Regions from separate parts of the Mus musculus genome. Here region 1 is linked to region 2. The links are chromatin contacts, called in public promoter capture Hi-C maps. All regions are on one chromosome and are shown on one strand. Each heading gives the region's core, a stretch centred on a gene start, on an enhancer-like site or on the middle of the called end of the contact. The rest is flanking DNA. Distances are from core to core; before and after follow the strand shown. Region 1 holds the start of Dscam (DS cell adhesion molecule). Region 2 overlaps Dscam (DS cell adhesion molecule).

Evidence for each region. Promoter capture Hi-C pulls out the DNA fragments that hold promoters and counts their contacts.
Region 1: a promoter capture Hi-C map of hippocampal neurons shows a contact between it and region 2, with 2.4 times the contacts expected there. The contact joins the promoter of Dscam here to the enhancer-like site in region 2. A contact is called at or near these places in 3 of 39 promoter capture datasets (hippocampal neurons and liver), 1 of 484 Hi-C or Micro-C datasets (cerebral cortex), 1 of 115 datasets of contacts at active chromatin or transcription factors (embryonic stem cells) and 3 of 9 other capture datasets (adipose tissue, liver and pancreatic islet).

What each region holds. Positions count from the first base shown.
Region 1 is chr16:97,167,818-97,173,239 of GRCm38.p6, forward strand. Dscam (DS cell adhesion molecule) reads right to left here and starts at 2,918. Exons shown (of 33, transcript NM_031174.4): 1 at 2,417-2,918. The coding sequence starts at 2,459.
Region 2 is chr16:97,131,979-97,137,789 of GRCm38.p6, forward strand. All of the region lies in intron 1 of Dscam (DS cell adhesion molecule), which reads right to left. Among named protein-coding and RNA genes, the nearest start is that of Dscam, 36 kb to the right of the region's middle. Within about 2 kb of position 3,058, at least 4 of the 459 cell types and tissues checked have an H3K27ac peak or open chromatin away from gene starts, as enhancers often do. A contact at or near this core is called in hippocampal neurons, where this site is marked.

The DNA.
Region 1 (5,422 bases), core at 1,668-4,167, 36 kb after region 2:
AATGAACATAGGCCAAAATATTGCAATTGCCGACCAAAAATTTAAAAAAGACTCCATTCATATTAGATAGGTAGTATTTAGTTTCATATTTTTGAAATATATTCTGGCCAAAGGCAGCATTTTAAATCAGGTTCATATGTGTGTGTGTGTATATGTATGTATGTATGTATATATATATATATACATATATATATATATATACTAATATTTTGCATAGTATGTCTTAAACACCATCCTTGGAAAATCCAAAAATCTGTGTACACACACACACACACACACACACACACACCAATGTAAAAGCCCAAACCTCTGGAGTCAGGCTTTTTTTCCATGCTTGCTCATATAGAGGAAGGGCCATTTTTACATAAGGCGGCTCCCTGGCCTTCAGCTGATGGGGTCAGAGCAACTTGCCTATGCATTTTACTGCAACAATAACTGATTCTCTCAACAGATGTTAAAAGTCTTGCAAATAATTCTTGCATGACTTTACCCAGGTGCACATGAGCAATCTTTGCATATATTTTCCATGTGGTAGATTTCACTCCATTTGAACACTGCACAAAATTCTTTATATAGTAATTTTTAGTTATGAAATGCTGATTTAAAAAATCATAGACATTTATAGCATCTCTGTATCAGAGACTATCATAATTTCTTCTGTACCATGCTCAGCATATATATCTCACACTGAAAAAAAAAAAAATAGATGCTGGTTGGCTGACAACCAGAACAGCCTGGCTTACCATCCTGAATTACCTATTTCTCCCCAGAGTGGAAATCTCCTTTCATTCAATAGCTCGGGGCCTTTGCCAGGAGTCCAGATATGTCATCCTGACAGGAAAGACAAGGTGTATTGGCTTTTGGAACACATCTGTGAACATCTGGGCCTTTTCTGTGGTTTCCCATTAAAGCAGCAAGCAGCAGGGGCTGCTCTCAAGACTTGATTGCTTCCTCAGAAGCACAAATGTCCCCCTAGGTGAATTCCCTGGAGGAGGCAGGCCAGGGTTAGTGCCCTCTGGAGAGAGGGGGTGTCTTGTCAGAACTTGTTGAAATTTTTCCCCCTGGGAGGAAATCTCAAGAGGGAAAACTCCTGTCACTTTGCTTTCGGTTATATTAAAGAGCAAAAGACCGGCTTTGTGTGAATTTGGGGGCACATTCTTCATTTGGCTCCATCTTTCCTTAGTCATTTGTTTTTAAAACCTGGGAAATATCATGTCCTTCCTTTGGCTGTGGGTTAGCTGTTCTCTAAGTCTGCAAAGAAAATACAGCCAGTGCTTACAGCTTCCCTGGGTATCTTCCAGAAAAATCTTAACAGCCTCCCCTTGGCTTCTCCCTCTCCTGTTTTCTTGTAAAGACCAGATATATTCATTCTTTCATATTCACATTCTCTCATGTTCACATTCTCTCTCGCTCACTTGCGTGCTCTCTCTCTCTCTCTCTCTCTCTCTCTCTCTCAATGGTTTAATTTTAACTGTCAGCAGGTTATACGTTTTATGCAGATGTTCCACATTTAAGATGGGTATTGAAGCCCTGGATGCTTCCAAGCGGTACCAAATGATAACAGTTCCCTCTCTTTGCCACAGGAGAGAAAGCCATTCATACATGTAAGTTCATATTTACACTGTGACAGGCAGCCTAAGGTGCAGACACACTTACTAATTGGGTCTGACTCCATCAAAAGCCATAGATTCTAAATATCAGGAAGAAAGCATCTCAAAAGGCTATACTGAGCTGCGCATGAGGGGGAAACACCATGTACAACATTCACCAATTTCACTTTTATAAGTATACAGGTGATTTTTAAAAAATTTGTCAACATTACAGATGATGTAATGCCTAGCAGTGCATATTTTTACATACACTACTGCGAGGAACATGTAGTGTCCAGGGGACGAGGGGGATGCAGACAGACGCATCTTTCCCACAGCCTTCAAGGATAAACTGTAGCAGAATTAAAGCGGAGGCTTTAAGGCTCAAGAGTGCAGAACCTGAGGGCTACTGTCTTAATTGACCCCTGCACCTGCCTACGCTCCTAACGCCATGTCCTTTTCTGGTTATGATATTCAAAGTGGCAATGATCATCTCCCTTCTCTTCTTCCCAAACCTGCCTGGCTCTGATGAGGTAGCTGTCTAGCTCTGGAGTTAGGCTTTGAGCTGGCACTTGGCTAGCTAGCTAGGTAGGCTGCTTCCAACGATTGCAGAGCGATGCCTCCCCGGCCTCCTATCAGTATCGCCTAACCTCTCCAAAGCAATGCAAATATATTTTTTAAATAAATAAATAAACGCATGCACGAACATTCCAACCCGGATAGGAAAGGAAAGGGAAAAGACTTCACCCATGCATTCAACCCCCTACACCGCACCCATCCCCCGGGCCCCTTCCCAGACAGGAATCAGCACAGACCGCAAGGCTCACCATTCGCGAAGCTCTGGAACAAGGAGAGAGCCAGTATCCACATGCCCCTGCTGCTGCCCGGCCTCCCGCGAGCCAGCGAGCCAGCGAGCGAGCCACGCGCCGGCCTCGCCCCCCGCGCTGCGCTGCGCTCCGCCGCGCCCGGCCCGGCTCCGCTTGCTGCCCGCCACCTGCCCGGGGGCCGCCCAGCCGCCCAGCCGCGCTCCCCGCTTGCTGCGCCCCCGCACACCTGCTCCCGGGCGCCGCGCCCCGCGCCGCGGACACAGCCCAGGTGCGCCGTGCGCTCGGCTCGGCTCAGCGGGCCGCGGGCAGCCAGGCGCGGGCGCACAGCCGCAGCCGCGGGCGCGAGCTCATGCCGGGCGCCCCCCGATGCGCAGCGCGGCCAGGCGGCGGCCTCCCGGGCGCCGGCCTCACCCTCCGCAGCCAGGCAGCAGGCGCGCGGCCAGGCTCATCCTGCTGCGGCGGCCTCGGGCGCCGGGTCCCCTGTGCTGCCCTTCCCTGCCTGAGCCCGGCGGGCCGCGCGCGGAGGCGAGCGGGGACCCCTCCCCTGCTCTGGCCGCTGGGGCGCTCTGCAGTCTTAAAGCAGCAGCAGAGGAGTGCGGCGGATCACGCAGTCGGCGGGACCCAGGGCTCAGAGGCTCAGAGGCTCAGAGACGCGTCCCCACACAGCCCATCGTGTGTAGCTCTGTTCTTGCAGGTTGTTAATGAGATGCGGCCGGGGGCTGACCACTCCGGAAGGGTGCCAGCTAGGCAGAGGTGACCGCGAGGCGTTAGCAGTTTTGATGCGATGTGCAGCAGGATTCGGAGTCCGTATTGACTCCCTGAAAAGTCTAGTCCATCTGCCTAGAGGGAAATGCTGCCTTGGAGTCCTCGCGGCTCCTGGGAAGAGCTCTCTGACTTCACTGGCTGATTTTTAATTATCTTTAATACATACTAGGGTGCAAACATGAGCGATTCTAATTTTGGTCTCTGAGTGGTGTATAAAAACTGATTAAAATAGCTGATAGTGCGTATTGAGTCCCAACATGCAACCCCTTTCTTGGCACAGCAGACCATGGCCTAAATGGGTCTCCAGAAAGATCTTGAAGTAATGATACTATTTCAACAAAGGCCCTTCAAAAAGCACATATCCGTATCTGGCACTTTACAAAATAATGACCCACAGAGTCAGAATGTGCCCTGATTTAAAGTCTAACATTGAATGCACACGGCCAGGACTATGGACTGGGAAAGCTTTGAGGGAAGGCAAGAGAGGACCATTTCATGGGAAATGGAGATAGTTTCGCAGACTATCAGGCATCTTCTGCCTGAACTACATGTGCACTTACAGATTAGGCACCCCTAAAACGGCTCACAGAATAGCCCAGAAAAGCAAATGTTGAGGCAGAAATAAAATGGTGCTTTACCAGGGCTGGGCACAAGATGGCCAGGCCCTGTGTTAGGAAGGGTCAGCTGAGCCCTGACGCCGCACTGGCTGCCATTGCTCTGCAGCTGTAGGTGGTCACGTGCTGCCGCCCACTCAGGCTGCGCCTCCAGCTCTGCCAGCTACACACGAACCCCAGTGTCCTCTGCCTTTGCATGCAAAGGGTGTTTCTTCACTCCCTGTTCCTCAAAGCTGTGCTCCCTGGCAGGCAGTGGGCCTGATTTCCCTCCCTGCATTCCTGTTCTTTTAGGGCACAATTCTTCAGGTACTCCAACCATCTTAAGGCTCAGCTGGGGCTTGGTAGCCAAGCACTCAAGACAAAGCTGAGGCAGACAGCTTGGAGTCAAACCACTACCTCCACTTACCAGTTCTAAGCATACGTGTGCGTCTCATGAGTGTTCCTGCCCTGGCATACAGAATGAAATCATCAGCACTTCTAACTATAATGGTTGCGGTGTTCTGCAGCCTAGGCCTAGTGCCTGGTTACCATGGCCAGTGGTGGCTAAGGTTCTATATAGCTAGGCTAGCTATATAAATTTGGGGATCTGGTATAAAGAAAAATAAAGGGCTCCTTTTGCAAAAAGAAGGAAATACACCATTTAAAATATCCTAGTAGAAAATGTGTCCTTTCCTTTGCAGCCTTTTCTGTCTCTTCCATGGTATCTGTCACTCTCTGTTTACTGTCTCACTCTGTTGGGAATAGTTAGGAAGGGCACAGCTGCACACAGATGCCAAGCTGTTACAAAGTAACCCATGGCCACACAAGTGGCCCACATCTGCTGCCTTGCTTCCCTGTCTTCCGCCTGGCTCCTGTACTAGGCATAGCCATGATGGGGAATGGGAAATGCTTTCCCATTCCTTAGGGATTACAGTTCCAAGGTATCAGGAGATACCCAAGTGATTACACATCTACACTGGAAAGCTGTCCCCAGTGTCTGGTTCATTGTGGGCCAGAGGCATAAATGGCTTGTAGGACATGCATGACAATGCCACTCTGGAGTAGGACAGTCAATGCCAAGCCCCACTCTGGGTGCTTCACTAAATGATCCAGTTACATCCAGATCTCCATCAAGGACAGCGAGGAATGGTGGGAAACAGACCACCCACTGAAAAGAACACAACCCACAGAAGGTGATAGACCCATAATGATAGAGACTGGTCAAGACCTGGAGATTGTGTAAGGGAGTTGGGGGGTGGTGGTGTTGTGTTCATATTTTTCGTTTTTCATACTTCTGTCTTGCTATGATAAAAAAAGAAAGAAAGAAAGAAACTCAAAGAGGAAAATGGCTTATTTCAGTTCACAGTTCAGGGAACACAGTCTGACCTTGCAGGGAAGTCACAGTACAGAAGCAGATCACACTGCACTTGCTGCAGTCAAGAAGTAGAGAGTGCTGAGTGACTATACTCAGCCCACTTCCTTTTTATACAAGCTGGGTTCCTAGCCTAGGAAATGATGGCACCCATAGTATTCCTTCTTCCCACCTTAACCTAATCAAGGTGCTCTTCCACAGCACTGCCAGGTGCCCACCTCTCAGGTGACAATTGAGGTTAACCTTCACAGAGGAGCAGCCCAGAGCCCTGCCAAA
Region 2 (5,811 bases), core at 1,808-4,307:
AAAAGAAATCTGCAGGAAAATGGATAGATCTGAACAGCATAACGTTAAGAGAGGTGACCCAAACTTAAACAGAAACCACATGACCTTTCAGACATGTAGATCCCAGCTGTAAAGCATAGGTGTGTGTGTGTTTGTGTGTGTGTGTGTGTTATATGTGTGGTGGTGGTATGGTGTATGTGTGTAGTCTGTGTGTTGTGGTGGTATGGTCTATGTGTATGTATATGTAGTATGTGTGTTGTGATGGTGGTGGTGGTGTGTGAGTGTGTGTATGGTATATGTGTGGTGGTAGTGTGGTTTCTGTGTGTGTGTTTGTGTATGTGTCGTATGAATATGTGTGTGTGTGTGTTTGAGAGAGAGAGCAGGAGGGGAGGGAAGGAATGAGGGAGGTAGGGAGACTAAGAGAAGGTTAAAGCAGGAGACAGGAAAGTAAGGATGGAAAGGGTGGAAGTACATGAGCATAAGAAAACGAAAAGAAATTGCAGGGACCAGAGGTTCTGGGAGAGATCAGGGTGTCAAAGGGTATAGGAGGTAAGGAAGGAGAATCTACTAAATCACACTTGGTTAAACACTTTATAATGGCATTTAATGTCTTATATAAAAAGACCACCAACAGATTGGGAAAGGATCCTTACCTATCCTAAATCAGATAGGGGACTAATATCCAACATATATAAAGAACTCAAGAAGGTGGACTCCAGAAAATCAAATAACCCCATTAAAAAATGGGGCTCAGAACTGAACAAAGAATTCTCACCTGAGGAATACGGAATGGCAGAGAAACACCTGAAAAAATGTTCAACATCCTTAATCATCAGGGAAATGCAAATCAAAACAACCCTGAGATTCCACCTCACACTAGTCAGAATGGCTAAGATCAAAAATTCAGGTGACAGCAGATGCTGGCGAGGATGTGGAGAAAGAGGAACACTCCTCCACTGTTGGTGGGATTGCAGGCTTGTACAACCACTCTGGAAATCAGTCTGGTGGTTCCTCAGGAAATTGGACATAGTACTACCGGAGGATCCAGCAATACCTCTCCTGGGCATATATCCAGAAGATGTCCCAACCGGTAAGAAGGACACATGCTCCACTATGTTCATAGCAGCCTTATTTATAATAGCCAGAAGCTGGAAAGAACCCAGATGCCCCTCAACAGAGGAATGGATACAGAAAATGTGATACATTTACACAATGGAGTACTACTCAGCTATTAAAAAGAATGAATTTATGAAATTCCTAGCCAAATGGATGGACCTGGAGGGCATCATCCTGAGTGAGGTAACACATTCACAAAGGAACTCACACAATATGTACTCACTGATAAGTGGATATTAGCCCAAAACCTAGGATACCCAAGATATAAGATACAATTTGCTAAACACATGAAACTCAAGAAGAATGAAGACTGAAGTGTGGACACTATGCCCCTCCTTAGAATTGGGAACAAAACACCCATAGAAGGAGTTACAGAGACAAAGTTTGGAGCTGAGACGAAAGGATGGACCATCTAGAGACTGCCATATCCAGGGATCCACCCCATAATCAGCTTCCAAACGCTGACACCATTGCATACACTAGCAAAATTTTGTTGAAAGGACCCAGATGTAGCTCTCTCTTGTGAGACTATGCCGGGGCCTAGCAAACACAGAAGTGGATGCTCACAGTCAGCTAATGGATGGATCACAGGGCTCCCAATGGAGGAGCTAGAGAAAGCACCCAAGGAGCTAAAGGGATCTGCAACCCTATAGGTGGAACAACATTATGAACTAACCAGTACCCTGGAGCTCTTGACTCTAGCTGCATATGTATCAAAAGATGGCCTAGTCAGCCATCACTGGAAAGAGAGGCCCATTGGACATGCAAACTGTATATGCCCCAGTACAGGGGAACGCCAGGGACAAAAAAAAAAAAATGGGAATGGGTGGGTAGGGAAGTGGGGGGAGGCGGTATGGGGGACTTTTGGGATAGCATTGGAAATGTAATTGAGGAAAATATGTAATAAAAAATATTTTAAAAAATATTTTAAAGAGCCCCACCCCAGCCTGCTGCTGAGTTTCTATGGCAAATTTTGTTCCTTCCTCATCTCTTCTTTTCTCTCCTCTCCTCTCCTCTCCTCTCCTCTTTCTTCCTCTTCCTCTTCCTCTCCTTTCTTCCTCTTCCTCTCCTCTTCCTCTCCCTCTCCTCTTTCTCTTCCTCTCCTCTCCTCTCCTCTCCTCTCCTCTCCTCCTCTTCCTCTTCCTCTCCTCTCCTCTCCTCTCCTCCCCTCTTCTCTTCTCCTCTCCTCTCCCCTCCCCTCCCCCCTCTCTCCCCCTCCCTCTCTCTTTCTCCTTGATTTCCCTGCTGACATCAGGTTTAGTCATATGACATTCTCTGGCCAGTGGCATGTGAATGGATAAGGGGTATTCAAGTCTGAGAAGTTTTAAGATATATTGCAGTTTCCAAGAAGTTTTCCAAGAAGGTACATTTCACATGTGACTGCCTCCAAGGCATATCCCAGAACACAGGGCTCTCCATATTCAGCACTCAATTGATTCGTGGGAATGCAGAATGAATCTCTGTTACCATTCAGAAACAATGAGGTTGGTCAGTTCAGCACAATGCTTAATCATAGCAGAAGCAGGGAACCTGGACTCATAGCACATTTCTGCCTTATTAATAGCATGCCCTGAGGGGGCTATAGTTCTACTCAGTTTGGGCTCTCCCTGCTCCATTCTGGAATAAGGGTATGTAGTTTAGGGCCCAGCAACAGTACAAGCAACTCTTGACATCTGGTTAAAATTGCAGACGCAACTCCGACTGCAGAATCTGCAATTTAGCTAAGTCTTCAGGGAAGCATGTTCATTCGAAAGTCTAACAAGTGCTGACTTATACACTATCATTGCTTCCTGGGTTGGCAAGATCAAATAGCTGTGAAACAAAAATGGGAAGCCTATCCTTGTCCAAGTCCAGTCTGCAGATGGGGAAGGCAACACATTCATTTTCTCACCACACAGGAGTTACATGGCAGAAATGGCTCATGGAAGGGTCATGATGCTGCATTACAACACGGCAACAGTTGCCTCAGTCACTAACAGTGCCCTCTGAAGGCACAGCTCATATGCTATGTTGGCTTCGCAGCTCTCTTCAAAACCCAGCTGCTTGCCTCTTGAACGAATACAAAAGAGGGCCTGTCAATCTTCTCGAGGGACTGTTATAATGTGGAGATTGGCTCATCTGTGCTTGTCTACACTTGCCTATGCCAGGATCAAGTTATTGATTTTCACCATTTGCAGGAGTGAAATGGACCTGTAGTCATAGCAATGAAGACCCTGGGAGACACTGAGGTAGGAGCCCAATGTCATAGGCTCTTCCCTGCTCAATCCTGCAGCTCAGCCCAGTGATCTGGAGCATCCAAGAAACAACAGAAATGAGTGTTAATGGTTCAAAATGGCTGAAGAGGCAAGTAGAGAGACCCGGGTGCCTCTGAGCCATGCGTTCCCCAATGAGCACAAAGGCTTTTGACAGGCTGGTTTATGAATAAAATCATGACATGAGACTTTTCCAAAATGTCTGTTAAGAACCACTTTGAAATGAAGTCATCAAAATTACTGCAAAATGTAGACTTTAAATGCAAACAGCCGGGGGAAGAATGTGCTTGTTGTGTAGAATTCATTATCAGTGTTTCTGAGTGCAGCCACCAGAAGCATTTGCACGGGATTGCTTTTATGCAATTGCTTGGAACACGAGCAGAGAAAGAGCAGAATGTGGAAATTCCAGAATCCCAGGACTTTCTCAGGTTTGAGTTTTCTCCTATCTTGTCAGAAAGAAATCTCGTGTATGCTTTTTTTTTTCTCCAGAGTCTTCAAATTTTAATATAGTAACCATCTTATTTTATTTGTTTAATAATCAGGTAAGTTATTTACTATTGGTGCATGACTAACGGGTAAAGGATGCAAACCATATATGAAGGGTTTGGTCAATACCATTTGGGGAAAAATCAATCATTAGATGCAAGCACTGGCATGCATAGATTCACACAAGACTGTCTACAAATGTTGTTTAGACTCACCTTAAATCTGCAAGTCTATGTAAGAGTGAGGTTACCCAGTGAACTATCAACCAGGAGGATATACAGGGGAAACTATGTTCAGTAGAAATCAGTTCTTAAAATAGACTAATTTAAGTGATGGTTAGAGGATTAGAAGCAGCTCTGTGCACAGAGAAAGATAGGCATTTCATCTAATGAGAAGGTGCTTTAAATCTAATGGCATGCCATTGGTGTGAAAGAAATGAATCTTTAAAGAATAGAGAATTAAAAATGGCCACAGGAATACCCCCAAACAAAAAGCCAAACAGTTCAGAATATGTAAATCTAGTGAAATTTGCATATCAAAACTCACCCCAATCCAAATTCAAAGGCAGAGGATAGCTGTCAAACTTTGAACATTTGTGCTCAAGAAAATAACTCTGATAAAGTAACAAAAAGGAGAAAGGAGAAGAAGAGAAGGAGGAGAAGAAATGGGAGGGGAATGGAGGAAGAAAGAAGAGGGGAAACAGGTAGTAGAAGAGGTTAGAGGGAAAGGAAGCATGAAGAGGAAGAAGAGAAAAGAGAGAAGGAGCAGAAGGAGCAAGAGGAAGAGAAGGAGAAGAGAAAGCGTGGAGAAAGAGGAGGAACAGGAGGAAGAAAAGTGGGGAAAGGAGCAAGAGAAGAGGAGGAAGGCAAGGAGGGAAAGACTGCAAAGCCACCCTTCAAGTCCCTCCCTAAAGGAGAAATGAGCAGAGCTCAAAAGGAGTCCAGAAGAGATCTGAAAGTACAAAAGAGGTTTGTATTTAATCAATACATTATATTGCCATTGAAAGTCTATCACAGAGGAACTGTGCTAAGATTTTAAAAAATGCTCATGAAGCAGGAAGAATAAAAAATAAAAGTAATTAAAAACAAACATGAAAGAAAAGAAAAAAAAAAAAAACACAAGAGAGGAAGTGGGCTAGAGACTTAGCTGAGCTGACAGAATTCCTGTCTGGTTCACAAAGAGGCCTAGGTCCAATCACCAGTGTCACACAAGCTGGGTGTGGAAGTCTGAGCCTGTGACCCTCATATTCAGATTGCAGAGAGGGCAGACCCATCAGAAGTTAAAGGTTATCTCAGCTCTATAGGGAGTTAAAGCAGCCTGGGCTAGAATCCCAGTCATGGAATAAAAAACAGAAGGAAAGAGAAAATTAAGGAAACACTAATTTTAAAATGTCTGACAAAAAAAAAAATCCTAGGTTTTTTTTTTTTTTAGACAGTCTAATATGTTAAAATTTACTAGTGTTTTCTTCATATTTCTCTTTTTTGGCTTGTATAATTCAAATAGTTTACAGGCTTCAAATATTCAGAATGTATTGGCTTTTTTATTCAGAAAAACATATCCAAAAACAGATTTAACACAAAAACAGATTAAATTTAAGAATTTAGCATAAACTAGAAAATAAAGATTTACTACCATTAAAAAAAAAGAATTTAGCATAAATAAGGGAAAATTCCATTCTCAATCCTATAAACAAAACAAAACAAAACACAGAATCAGCCTTTGACATATTTCATGTCTGAGAACAAGCCTGTCTGGTCATACGTCACACATCTTCTTGGCTCAGCAGACACTTGCAGGCAAAGAACAATATTAGGACAGATGTGTAAGGAGTATTAAAACAAAAATTAACTTTCCTGTTTTATAGTCTGGGTTTAGAACATCAGCGTTTCTTATGAGTTCTAGAGGAATAAAGGTTAAAAGTCTAGATTTCTGGGGTGAGTTCTAGAAGAATTAAGGTTAAAAATTTAGATTTCTGGGG